Linked DNA regions of Rattus norvegicus: region 1 is linked to region 2. Evidence: chromatin contacts called from public Hi-C data. All regions are on one chromosome and are shown on one strand. Each heading gives the region's core, a stretch centred on a gene start, on an enhancer-like site or on the middle of the called end of the contact. The rest is flanking DNA. Distances are from core to core; before and after follow the strand shown.

Region 1 (6,449 bases), core at 2,099-4,598, 260 kb after region 2:
GGGTGTGAAGTCGTCCATAGAAATGCCACTCTTGTCTGCTCCACCTGCGTCGGCAGCAGAGGAAGAAGCCTTCTGGTGGTCAGCCTCTGTAGCAGACACTTGTGCCTCTTCCTGGCCTCTGGCCAATGGGGCAGCCTGGTCACCTGGAGTTCTTTCCAGAGACTGACCCGGCTCCTGACTGACAGCACCCGGGGTGGCCTTGGGGGCTGTATCATCTTGTGGAGAAGCTCGCTTCAACTTTCGGGATTCTGGCTTGGCCATCAAGTTATCACTTGAAGATAGTGAAGACCCTATGGTTCCTTTCCCTGTTGCTGCACTTGTGTGGCCCCTCATGGCCCCTGTGGTCTTTCTCCTAGCAGGGCCATGTCCTCCAGCCCCCCTCTTCTTCTCTGACAGGTGGAAAATAGAGGGCACAGCCGTGGGCTTCAGCAGGCGATGCTGGTCCTCTAGCCTTTTGGAGAAGCTGTCTTTGGTAAAATGCTCACTACAGAGGAATGAATACTTAGTTGGGGTCCAGTTATCCCTCTGAACAGCTTTTAACCACTGGATCAGTCGTTTGGAGTCCTTTAGGGGAAACCTGCAGGACAAATAGCAAAGTACTTAGAAATACTGAGATGCTTTCTTTTAAAACTATCGTCAATAAAAGCAAATCAAGTATCAGGACCGTCTGGCAGGTTATTACTGAAATGGGAGGGAAGAAGTCCTATCCTACTGTATATATTTTAGGACACTGAGTCTATCTATAGGGTACAGAGGAACAGAGGTATTTATTGGAGTGATGTTTTTGTGCACGGTGTAAAGATTATCTTTGTATTATTAAAATGCTAATTTCTGTGATGGCAGAGAAGTTTACAGGCCTGACTTTGGTATTGTCATTGTTATGAAGCATGCCCTGCCTTAGTGTTTTGTAAACATTGCTCTCCATAACCTTCTGGTTGGTCAAAGGAAGAGTGGAATGGCCAATAGCTGGGTGGAAAGTTAAGGTGGGACTTCTGGGCTGAAATGCAGAGTCTGAGGTAGGAATCTGGGCAGAGTCCCAGCCTGACTGGATGGAGGAGCATGTGCCAAGATGACACTGAGATGGACAGGTAATGAACCGGGCATGTGGCGGGATGTAGGCCAGCCAGTGTTGCTGGGTTACAATAACTGAGAGCTGCCCAGCTTGCCCAGAGCTTATAATAGACATAGTAAGTCTCTGTGTCTTTAGGGCAAGGGTGGGCATAGAAAGTCCATCAGGGTTACAGCTACTTTTCATAGGTGTAACAAAAGACCCTGGGCACTAAGGATGCTTAGAGACAGCAGGTAGAATCCAGACAAGAAAGCACTTTCACAAGTGGACCACTGACCAAATTATCTGGTACTTGAAAAGTGTGTTTCTGGGTGCTAGAACCCTAAGGAGAAGCCAGGCAGGTAACAGCTGGGAGCAAGAGACCAGGAGATATCGGAGGTCCAGCTAATTACCAACCACAGCTGAGGCTCAGGTAGCTAAGGGTCTAGCATGAAGACCCAAAAGCTCTAGCCAGGCTAATGACTCACAACTGTGGCATCAGTTAGTCTGAGGTACGAAGGTCACAAGTTTAACATCTGCCTAGGAAAAGAGCAAGTCCAAGGCGTATCTGGCAGAGTTCAATGTCATCCTTAGCTCTCCATAAGGCCAGTCTGGCTCTGCTGAGATTTCTGTCTCAAAACCAGACATACAAAAGAAAATAAGAGGAAAAAGCGCAGGGAGTTTAGCTTCCTGGTAAGAGAGCTTCGTAAGCCTCTAAGTAGGCAGCAAAAGTTCCCTTAGGAGCCTAGACAAACCTCTGAGAAGTTATGCTGACTAAGCCAGTCAAAGGTTAGGGTGGTAGGGGTTAGCAGTTAGGAGACAGAGGCAGGAGAGTTCAAGTCAATGGCAATTCAATGAGGCTTTATCTCAAAACACACACACCAAAAATGTTAAATTTTATGTAGTATTTTATGTTGGGAGAAGAAAATTGGGAAAAAAAAAGGATGTTCAATAACATACTTAGTAATTTCTTCCCTCATCTAATGAAGCTATGTAATGGTCACTTATTAACGCAAGATCTGTAAGACCAAACGGACTACGCATGGTAGGCAATACTCAAGTGCTAAGAGCCTCACCTGAGCTCGTCCAGCCTCCAGGAACCTGCTATGAACCAAGACTGGCCCTAATACGATGGATCTGGACGTTATAAGCAACATGATCTTCTAACTCTCTTTATCAATGTTCAGTGAGCTAGATTTCTGGAGTTCTCTTGGCCCCAATTTGGGCACAGTCTACCCACATACCATGTTAGAACATGGGGAAAGCAACATGAGTCCTTGAGACACTGCCTCGTTTTCAAACACTGTTAACAAAACTTCTGGGAGGTGTTTTAAATGAAATTGTTACGGAAACATTCTGGTTGATCTGTAAGATTGTTTTACTAGGTTTTGTTCTGAGCCAGGTTCTAAGGACTCGAGCCTTAATGTAACCCTGTGAACTTTCAACAGACACGTGCCATTCCCATTTTTAAAATTTAACATCAAGTACTAAGAGGTGGCAGGATGTAGGAAGTGGCTTCTAAGGTAGAGTCCCTTCGCTCACTGTTCACTCCACTTGGAAATCAGCAGGAGAGAACCAACTGAAATGGGGAGTCTTGAAAGCCTTCAGAAGGCGCGGCCCGCACAAGGGCCACCGGAGAACCCTCCGGAAAGCCCTTCCACGATCCTCCCCCGGGCCTCGGCCAGAGTGCAGGATGCGGTAGATGATCAGTGCCAGTGCCTGGGCCGCAGGACCCCGTAGGAGAACGATGAGAGCTATGGATGCAGGAAGTAGAGCTGCGTGCGCCGGGCCGCACTCCTGCCACACACCTCCAGCCGGGCTTGCCCCGCCGAGGCAAGAGTGGAGAACTGCTCAAAACCAAAAAGCAGGATTAACCTGAGAACGCGCCCTAGCAGAATACTCCTGAAATTGGCAGCGCCAGCCCAAATCAGTGCGACGCCCGTTGGTGGAGGTGGCGGCGGGGGCCTCCGGCCGCTCTGCCCGAGGCATGGCCGTGCTGGTCCCCCAAAGCCAGCGGTCCGAGCCAAGGTCACAAAGCTCCACGACTCGTCCACCTCCCACAGTTGCACTCGGCTAGTCGGTCCCCCACTCCCGGTTCCCCGAGCTCGGCCCGCCGCGCGGCCTCAGTTTCCCCGCGGGCCCGGCCAGGGCGGGGGCGTGGCGGACCCGGAGGCGGGCCGCGTACCTGTGGAAGGAGACAGCGCGTTTCTCGCCCTTGCCCTGCCTGTTGGAACAGTTCACGGCCGCGCAGCAGATCACCATTGCGGGCCTCGGTCGTGAGCGTCGCCAGGCTCCGATCCTTGCCGCCCGCCCGCTGGCCCGACCCGCCCCGAGGGAGTGCGGCGACACAGCTCGGGACGTGGGCCGCGGTCGAGCCGTACGGCAAGATGGCTGCGCGCTGCCGCCCGCACCACGCTGCGCTCGGGCTGCCCCGCCACGGCGCCAGCGTCGCGGCCGCAGCGAGCGGCGAGTCCGTACCGAGACATGCGCGGGTGACTGTCTGTACGGAAAGATGGCGGCGCCGGACGAGCGCAGCTCCGGCCGGCTCGGGGCTGCTCCGAAGTGGCGGGGCGGAGTGGGGCGGGGCGATTGGGTCCGGTTAGGAACCACACGCGCCGAGGCCCCGCCCCCGCTCTCCCACCGCCGTACGGCGAGATGGCGACGCCCGCGCTTCCGCTGCGCCGCGCTTGGCTACCTCGGCTTCCCGTCGCTGTGTCGCGCAGTAGCCCGTCGGAGCGACAGCACGGTCAGTCGGCGGCCGGACAGGGAAGATGGACGCAGGTAAGGAGGGCGGGCGCCTGCCCTGTCGCGGGCGGGCTCCCGTGGACGCCCGCTGGGGCGGAGGCCTGTGTGTTGGGCAGGGCGGGCCGCACCTCCCCGCAGCGCTCCATACCCGCTTCGCGGGGCCACTCGTGAACGCTACGGCCTCCGGCGCCTAGCGGAGGCCCTTGGGGAGCGTCCCAGCCTGTGAACTCGCGGCTGCGGGCTGGAGGGCAGAGAGTCTGAGGGACGTAGCAGGACGCGGGCACACTGGTGCCCCGGGGTGGACCCGTGCGCTGCGGAGCTAGGCCGTATCCTGCCCGGCGACCTCTTTAACTTCTGTCAAGTTGTTGGATGATGGTCCAGCAACCACACCATGGACGTCTTTTGTCTTTAAAGTTCAATAACCTGTGTAGGCGATCCACGCTCCTGTTAATGACAGCAGATCAGTCACATGCTACTTTGACTTCTTGGGGTCCTAATACTGGCTTAAGTGTGGGTGGTTTTTGTTTGTTTTTTTTTAGCTTATTTATATTTTCAACTGACTTGCTTCCGAAGCTGGAGAGTACAGTTCTTTTGTTTATATTGTCAAGATGTCTTGGGGATGCAAATCTATCAAATACATTCTTTGTTTATAGCCCTAAAATAGCCCCCCACACCCACAACAGAGGTTCTCTTTAATTTCCTCAGCAGCTTTAGCGTTTTCAGTATTTTTTTTTTTTTAAATTAAAGCGCGACCTTGCCTTCAAGAATCCACTCCTTTGTGAAGGACTCCTGCTACCTGATTTCATTGTACCTGTCTTGGATGGCGTTTCTTTTGATGTTTTCCTTCTGACGGCTGTATCATAGATGTAGTCTGCTTACTTGGGAGTAATGCCTACAGTTAAGACACATTTCAGTAGTTTGTGGCAGCCGTCAATGTTTTAAATAGCCAGAGGAAGCAGGAACCTTGACTCCCCAAGATGCATGAGCCAGGCATGTATTTTGTGAAGTTAATTTTTTTTTTAGAATGAGTCAATGAAGCTGCCACACAACACAGTGTTTGCTGGAGGTATGGAATGGAGTAATACATTGAATTATTTAATTATTCTCCCCCCACCTTTTGTTTTTAAAGACAGGGCCTCGCCACTTAGTCTTGTCTGATCTTGAACTCTTGAACCAAGCTGACCCAAGCCTCACAGAAATATATCTGCCTGGTTGTTACATCCCCAGTGTTGCAATTAAAGGCAAGCACCACCTGACTCCAATTAATTAAGTGGGCATTGAATGCTGCTGTGAAGTCAAACTCTAAAGACATCTGTGTTTGAAGACTTGTATTAATGCTGATAAAAACACTTTTTTTTTTTTTAACGGTATGATGGTGCAGTTTTTCTCCTGATAAAGTTCTGGATGGCCCCTTTTATGATCTAAACACTGATCCCCAGCCACCATTGTAATATTGCTTCTGGTTTTGTTTTTTTTTTTTTTTTTTTTTTTTTTTTTTGGTTCTTTTTTTTTCCGGAGCTGGGGACCAAACCCAGGGCCTTGCGCTTCCTAGGTAAGCGCTCTACCACTGAGCTAAATCCCCAGCGCTTCTGGTTGTTTTTATAATTGTTGTATACAGTTCTCCACTCTCCCCCCACACACACGGGGAGGTGGGGAGGGAGAGAGAGAGGGAGGGAGAGAGAGGGAGGGAGAGAGAGGGAGGGAGGTCTCTCTACAAAAGCCCTCACTGTCCTAGAACTCAGGATATAGACCAGGCTGGCTTTGAACTTAGAGATGCCTCTGCTTCCCAAGTGCTGGGCTTAAAAAGTGTGAGCCACCCCGCTCCACCTAACTTGATCTTTTTATAAACTGCATTTGTTATTGGGTATCAGGAGTTGTAACCTAGACATTGGATTAGAAAAATGGACAAAGGAAGAGAAATGCTGTCTGAGGCCCCTGAAGTTCTCCACAAGAGACCAGAAGTATATAGGACTGGGTGGTGCTTATATGAGAGAGTGATGTGGGCCGGGTTATAGGGGACTGGAACTGTAGCAGGATGAGCAAGAAAAATCTCACTTTAGAAGTCTATTTTAAAGTTTTTTTAGATAATTCATTATTTTTCCCACTCTCCCCTCCACACCACTTTAAGTACACCCACCCCTTGCTCTCTGAAAGTACATTCTTGTCAGGACTAAACCAAAAACAAAGTGGCGTGGAGGTTCATGCCCCTGAGAGTTAGGAGGACTGGAGAGATAGTTCAGTCAGTTCCTAGTACCTATCTATGTTAGGCAACCCATAATCCCTGTTACTCTCGTCCAGGGGACCCAGTGCCTAAGGCACCACACTCAGATGCACAATGCAGACACAGCAGCCTACACTGCTGGTTGGTTTTTGGAAGTGGGTTTTCTGTATAGCTCTGGTTGTCTTAGAACTCTCTCTGTAGACCAGGCTGGCCTTGAGCTCAGAGATCTGCTTGCCCTGCCTCAAGAGTGCTGGGGTAAGGGCGTGTGTCTCCCCACCTGCCATGCACTTTAGGTTTGTTTGTGAGTTTTGTCTAAGTGCAAAGATGGTGAAAGATTATTTTGGTTCAATCATGGATCCTTGCTGGGTCACTGTGAGGACTCACAAGTTTATTCTGAGTATGATTTGGGAAGGTTTTGAGATGAGTATGTGAAAT
Region 2 (6,784 bases), core at 3,029-5,528:
AGCCAACAGGGACTAGACCTTGCCAGTGTCATAGCACCTTCGCTGTCTGAAAGAACCTGGGACAAGAACTTGACTAAGTGTGGCTATGACTCATCAAGAGTGTTGCATCTTTTTCTGTCCCCACAAACAGAGCTTCTGAAATCAAGTATGAGAAGGCATAGTCATGCTCTGTGGGCTAGCCTGGCCTTGAATCTCTCATCTACTTGATCAGCCTCCCAAGTGCTAGAATTATAGACATGTTTCTTCTACCATTCCTGGTTCGTAGCTGTTTCTTTTCAAAGATTTCTTTTTATTTTATGTGCGTAAGACTTGCATATATTAACTCCATGTTTTTGCCTGGCACCCTGAGAGTCAGAAGATGTCAGATTCCTTGAAACTGGAGTTTCAGACAAATGAGAATAGCCACCTGGGTGCTGGAAACTGAATCCAAGTCCTCTGTAAAAGCAGAAAATGCTCTGAGCTTTCTCTCCAGCCCCTGTAGCTGTTTTCTAAATCTAAAATTTATGATATATCATGTTAGGTGCAATGAGAAGAATGGACTCACATTTACCTTCCTAAGGGAAGACTTTTAGTTCATTTAAACCAAGTGATAACAAATGTGCACTTTGGTTTTTAAATTTTTTTTACATTTTTCATTTACTTCCTGGTTTTAAAATATTATTCTCAGAAGAATGAGCTTTTTAAGGATTTAGTTAAAGTTTTAAAATACACCTCAAATAGTATTTATCTATACAACTAAAAATGAGAGACCCCTCAATCTTTGAAATCTTCATGATGAACACTATTTAAGTGTAGTCTTTAATGACATAAAGAACAGTCACTTTTTTGTTAGTCTAAGATAAAGGATTTTTTAAAATCCAAAATGAGAAGAGATCTTAAAAAACGTGTTGAATACTTAGCCCTAAATGGGTGTCTCTATCAACACCCCTTCCCAGTGAGACTCAGGGAACACTGCAAAAAGGGAGTCAGAAATAATGAGTCAGAAGGTGGAGAGGAGTACTATGAAGTACTGCCTGCTGGACAGGACATGGCCTTACAATCCCAAACTCAGAGCAGCACACGTTACCCGCACAACATTAAGCCAGTCAATTTCAGTATGGATGGGATAGGGGAGTCATGAAAGTCCACACAGCTAAGGAGTTATGGGCAATAGATGCCCACTGGAGGATAGTGGTGGTGTCAACTTTATTTCCTGGTTGTGGTTGCTAGTAGGTTCTCCATGTTCATGCAAAAAGCACTAACTGAACTCAGTGGGTTACTTAAAAAAGAGGGGGGCTATTCACGAAGAGTGAAAAGTGGCAGATAAAATCAAGATAAATAATATTTATGTGTGAAGTTGTCAAAAAATTAAAAACAAAAAAAAAGTATGTTCTCTGCTCAAGACACTAGGGTAAATATCTTTCACATAGAAGGCAATAATGAAGAATCTATCTTACAAAATATCATAGGTCATCCCAATGGTCATTATCCTGTCCAATCTGTAAGATCGAGAAGGTACTGAATATACGACATGACGATGTTCTCATATAATCTCAGCTAAGCCCCCTGCCATTCAAGAAATTGGCCATATGTTTGTCCAATCCTCAACCGTTTGCTGTGTGCCACTGGCTATATATAGCGTTACACTTTCTCTATCCTACTCTTTCTGTTTACAACACTCCATCCTGCCAGCTCACCTGAAAATGCTCTTTAACCATTCTTTTTTTTTTTTTTTTTTTGGTTCTTTTTTTTTCCGGAGCTGGGGACCGAACCCAGGGCCTTGCGCTTCCTAGGCAAGCGCTCTACCACTGAGCTAAATCCCCAACCCCTTAACCATTCTTTAAACCCCAGTTCAAGGACCATAATCTTTTTTTGGGAGGACAGGGGTGAGGCAGGGTATCCTGTAGGACAAGCAGACCTTAAACTCACTATGTAGAAGAGGCTGATGCTGACCTCCTGATCTTTCTGTCTTCAAATCCAAAGTGCTGGGTCACAGGTGTACTGATTTACTTACATTCTTTATGAAGGCTTTTCAACAAGCAATCATAATCTACTTCCTATCTCTTTTACACATTTCCACAATGGGCTTTCCAATAAGTAATCATAGTCTATTTTCTATTTCTTTTAATTATTTCCATTATGGCACAAATCAGCCTGCAAAATCAGCTTTCTTTCACAAGTGTATCTTCTGCAGTAAACCATAAAGAGCTAGACAAAAGGAAAAATGATTTTTTTTTCTATCTCTGGAGCCCCAGAATCCCTGTGTGTGGTACCCTATTTTTTAATGAAAAATTTTAAAGAAATGAGGTTATTAGGCTGACATTAGAAATTTAGAAGATCAAAATAAAACTAAAAGAAATGTACTGGAAAGTCCATTTGGTCCCTGAGAAGCCAGCCTGCCCACAAGAGGAAAAGATAAGGATCTGCTTGTGTGTGTCCCTGTCTATTCTCGGCTGAGCTCTTTCAGCTTTCTCAAGATGAAGCAAGGCTCTAAGCAGTGCAGGACTCATAACCAATGCTCCCAATAAAGCTTGGGCGCCATTGGAAATTGCTTAACTGTGGCTTTCAAATACTATTCCTGAAACGGGAAAGATAGGTTCCATTTTCTCTAAATTTAAAGCTGTCATAATAGATTAAGAGTTGTTTTGAATCCATAAGTAGTAATTCGCTTCAAAACAAAACAAAAACCCAAAGCCCCTTTCAGCTACATTAAAGAACTGCTTTTAAGTATCCCAGTATCTAACATAATTAACATTTTAGCCTATGGGTACTTTAAATGTTCAAAAGCTAAGCATAAGCAATAGGTTTCACCCAGTGTTTCCATATGCACATCTGTTTCCATAATAAAAATTTAGCTTGTAGAGTATGGCTACTACTAGCCTCAAACAAAATTCTGTGATTGACTTAACGGGATTTCAGAAAGTTACTTGCTAAAAAAGTGACTCTTCAAACGGACACCAACAAATATGTGAAGTCATTGCTTGAGCTCTTAAGGTGAGTATGGAGCAAAACCCAAAGCTGAAGGGCGAGCCAAGTTATAAATGAAGATTATAACCCTCCAGTTTTCCCCAGACTTTATCCTTGTCTGTAAGCATAATAAAACCCAAGTCAGCCTCTTTCGGTTCACAGTTCTACCGTATGCAAACACCATGCCCAGTCGAACCTTCAACCTTCTAATTCAGACAGGATATACAGTGTAGCCTCGAGCACCGGGATACTTTTCAAAGTAATAACGCACAAAAAACACCTCCTCACAACAAGGCATGTGTCAAAACAGCTTGGAATACCGACACTGTGCGCATCACCCACTAGGGTCGCGCGATGGCTATCTCTTCTCAGGCGAGGTACTCTAGGGTGTTTTCCTATAGAAAGGCCTTGGTGCAAGGCCTAGGTAGGAGTTTACGATCGCTGACCAGCTAGGGGACCTCCTGGGATAGAGGGAAGGACAACCGAGCCAGGCCGCAGCCCAGTACTGCACCTTCCCAGCTAGCTTCAAGCCGGCCGCAGCGAGCAGGGAATGCCGCAGATCTCACCGCCCGCCCCAGACTGAAAGAGGGTAGGGGGCCGTGCCGGCTCCGCCCTCCCCCGCGGGGCATGGGCTCACGACCACACAGGAAGGCCACGTCCCCAGGGACAAGCACCACTCTATGGTGAGCGTGGTGGTGGGGGGTCAAACCCACGTGACCAGCGCGTAGCCAATACCGGGATGACAGCCTGCCATAGAGACGGCCCGGGAGGCGGCTAGAGATGCCCGCCGGCAAGTCAGAGGCGCCTGCCTATCCCCGCTCGGTGCTCCTAGCTCGGTGCTGCCGCCATCTTCCTGGAGGAAAGGGCAGAGGCAAAGGGCTCCCTCCCCTTCATTGCTCCGCACTCACGCTTCCACCTACCCGCCCCCGGTTGTCTCTCGCTCTCAGTGGACACCTCATTCTTTCCTAATAAATATCCTTCCCCCAACTCTAGTTTCCCACAAAGCGGATAATCTCATTACCTGCTCCTCTTTTATTAGCGTGAGGAATCCAAGCTCATAAGGTAGGAACTGTGGCGAAACAGGAACAAGACGCCATCTTGGTAAAGGAGAAGAGGCTACGCTTGACCTCCCCCCGCCCCCAGCCTCTATATGGCCAACCGCCGTGGGAGGGGCACAGCGCCTGCGCAGAGGCGGACGAGAGGATCCTGTCCACGCTTGCGCTCTGCTAGCAACCGCGGGGGAGGGGACTACTCGGGGCCCAGGAAGGAGTTGGCAAGGGGCGGGACGGCGCGATGACGCAATCTGTTCGCGCGCGCTGCTGGGCGGGGCAGGTCCGTGCTGTCGCCTGACGGGCATTCTCTGGCGTGTTAGCGGGTAAGTGTGGGGCAATGTGAACCCACTGTCGCTCGGGCTCGAGTCCGGCTGGCCGTCCAGAGGAAGTGCTAGAGTTCTCTCCTCGCCCCGGCCGCTCAGGCTGTGATAACGAGTACGGAAGTGGAGCGCGTGGGGGAGGGGCGGCCGCGCCCTTAGTCCGTGGCTCCAGCGATGGATGCCTGGCCGGTGTCGTCCCTTTGAGGACAACTGGACAGGCGGCCCCCATCTGGGTGATTCTACTGGCCAGGTTCAGGACATCGGGGCGGGCGTGGCTGGCCCCTATGAAGTTACCGCGCACAGTAGTGGAGAGTCGGGCGTTTAACGTTGGCGGATGGAGTTGGGTGAGGCAGCATTAGATTCGTATCTACGAAGCACTTGTGCTTGTGTGGTCATCTTCTCACTTAACGGTGCCATTTCGTCCTGAGGATGTGAAAGACTAGTCATCCTGGGATGTTAATGAAGTTCTCCAACTGGAGGTAGTGATAGGCTCATTGAAGAGAGTGGTCTTGTCTGCTGTGGCCTTCCCCGAGGTAGACAAAGGGCTGCAGCAGTATAAGTGACCGGGGAAAGGGAGCTTGTAGTGGAGGCCGTTAAAGGAGAAGCGATGAAGTCTAACTCTGAAGCGGACCGTAGGCCCAGACCACGCCTGACTGACCCTTTTGTATCTTCCGGTCTCATTTGTTAGTGGCGCCTTGCCTGGTCCTGTACTACCTTAGCAGACTCTTAACACATAGAACTTCTAGTTCAAACCACTGTGGCCTCTATGACTGGCCTTAATCCAGTTTACTCCTCGTGTCTGGAGCGTAGTTAAACTCGCACATTCTCTGTCTTCTCCTTATCTGTTGTGTAGTTCCGTCCTAATTGCTGCTTGTTATTCAGGACTCTGGATTCGATATCCTTTAGACAGATTAGGTGTTTCTCTGGCGTCAAGTATTGGGGTCCCTACTGCCTAGCAAGGGATTTAAGTCTTAGGTCCTCAAGTATTTCCTTCGTAGCGAAAATTGTTTTAGTATCTCAGATACATTTTTAAATCTGTCTTGTAAACATAAGGAAAACAGGGTTCTGTAGGGGTCATAAAAGCTGTTTCTTCACGATGCTTCTAGTTTGAGACTCCTTATTGTCAATGGCTTTTTTGGTAGGTGCCATTCAGGAATTCTTTGTAATACCCATACAAACTGTCAGTGTGTGGTTTTATATCTAATTTTGGTGATGATTTTCTTAGTTGTAAGGGCTGTCCTGCCTTTTTTCAATTTTTCCATCTAGAAGGTTTTTTCCCTTCAGAGCACCACAGCCCAGTAAAGAAGAGCTTTTAAAATGAGATGAGATTCTCTCTGTGGACTAGTTTGGTAACCTAGGGAAAGGAGGTGGGGCCTCCCTCTATTGTCATTCATGAGTGTAATTCAGCTCCCTTTGACTGTGGCTTGCTGCCCCAAACTCCTTTAAAAGGGTTGTCTTTCATAATGTGCTTGTACAGTCCTCAAATCAAAGGAGAGTCCCAGCACTTTGGATAAAAGCTCTTCAGGATCCTACACTGAGAAGTCTTTGGAGATTAGGGGTAATGTATACAAATACAACATTTTGTGTACATGAATGATGGTTCCTATTTATGAGTATTCCATTATTATAAATGCCACTTGGAAAAATAAGTTTTGTTCACCTATTCATCTTTTGTCTCTTAATTGGAGTGATAGTGTTACTCTCTGAAATAAAGAAGCTGTGGGTCAAGGGTAAGGAACTTCTAATAACTTGTGGCATCTGAAAAAATGCAGGGTGAGAGCATAAAATTTTAGTTTGACCTTATATCTTAGATGTGGGGGATCTAACTGATCTGCCATCTGTACCTAGCAGTATGTTAATGGATCAAGGTTTTCTCACTAAAAATCAACCAAGTGCTTCAGAAATTCAGTATTCCCCTTTCAGCTTTCATTTTGGCATTACTGGGTATGTGTATAGTTAACTTGGTCAAGTGCTTGCCCTGAGTGTAAGATTTCTAGGTCCTTATCCTCCCCACCCCTACCCCTACACATAAAAACCAAAACCTCTTTTTGTTATGTTTAATAAATTGTTAGAAAACCATTGTGAATACAAGTTGTGTTTGGGTATAGGGTAACAAGTTCATAGCCTGGCCTTCTCTGTATTAAAGAATCATTGTATGTATTCTCCACTTCTGTGCTTGTGTTGTGCATCAGGATACTTATTTATTATTTTATGTATATGAGTACACCGAAACTGCCTTCAGACACACCAGAAGAGGGCATTGGACCCCATTACAGATGGTTGTGAGCCACTTACATGGTTGCTTGGAGTTGAACTCAGAACCTCTGGAAGAGCAGTCAGTGCTCTTTACAGCAAACTGCTAATAGAAGTTACTCTTCTTTGGTCTGAACTGACCTAGGACCTCAAAATGGCTGCAGACTTGGGTCAGTAAGCTAAGGAGATACAGAGATGTAGAAAGATACCCAT

Evidence for each region. A called contact is a pair of places that touch in the nucleus more often than the background predicts.
Region 1: a contact with region 2 is called in a Hi-C map of liver, with 6 times the contacts expected there. The contact joins the promoter of Thap4 here to the promoter of Septin2 in region 2. A contact is called at or near these places in 1 of 12 Hi-C or Micro-C datasets (liver) and 1 of 1 datasets of contacts at active chromatin or transcription factors (oligodendrocytes).

What each region holds. Positions count from the first base shown.
Region 1 is chr9:101,726,093-101,732,541 of GRCr8, forward strand. Thap4 (THAP domain containing 4) reads right to left here and starts at 3,349. Exons shown (of 6, transcript NM_001005564.1): 1 at 3,234-3,349; 2 at 1-577. The coding sequence starts at 3,310. Atg4b (autophagy related 4B, cysteine peptidase) reads left to right here and starts at 3,797. Exons shown (of 13, transcript NM_001399197.1): 1 at 3,797-3,829. The coding sequence starts at 3,820.
Region 2 is chr9:101,461,339-101,468,122 of GRCr8, forward strand. It overlaps Septin2 (septin 2), which reads left to right and starts at 4,279. Exons shown (of 13, transcript NM_057148.2): 1 at 4,279-4,321. Hdlbp (high density lipoprotein binding protein) reads right to left here and starts at 4,041. Exons shown (of 28, transcript NM_172039.2): 1 at 3,968-4,041.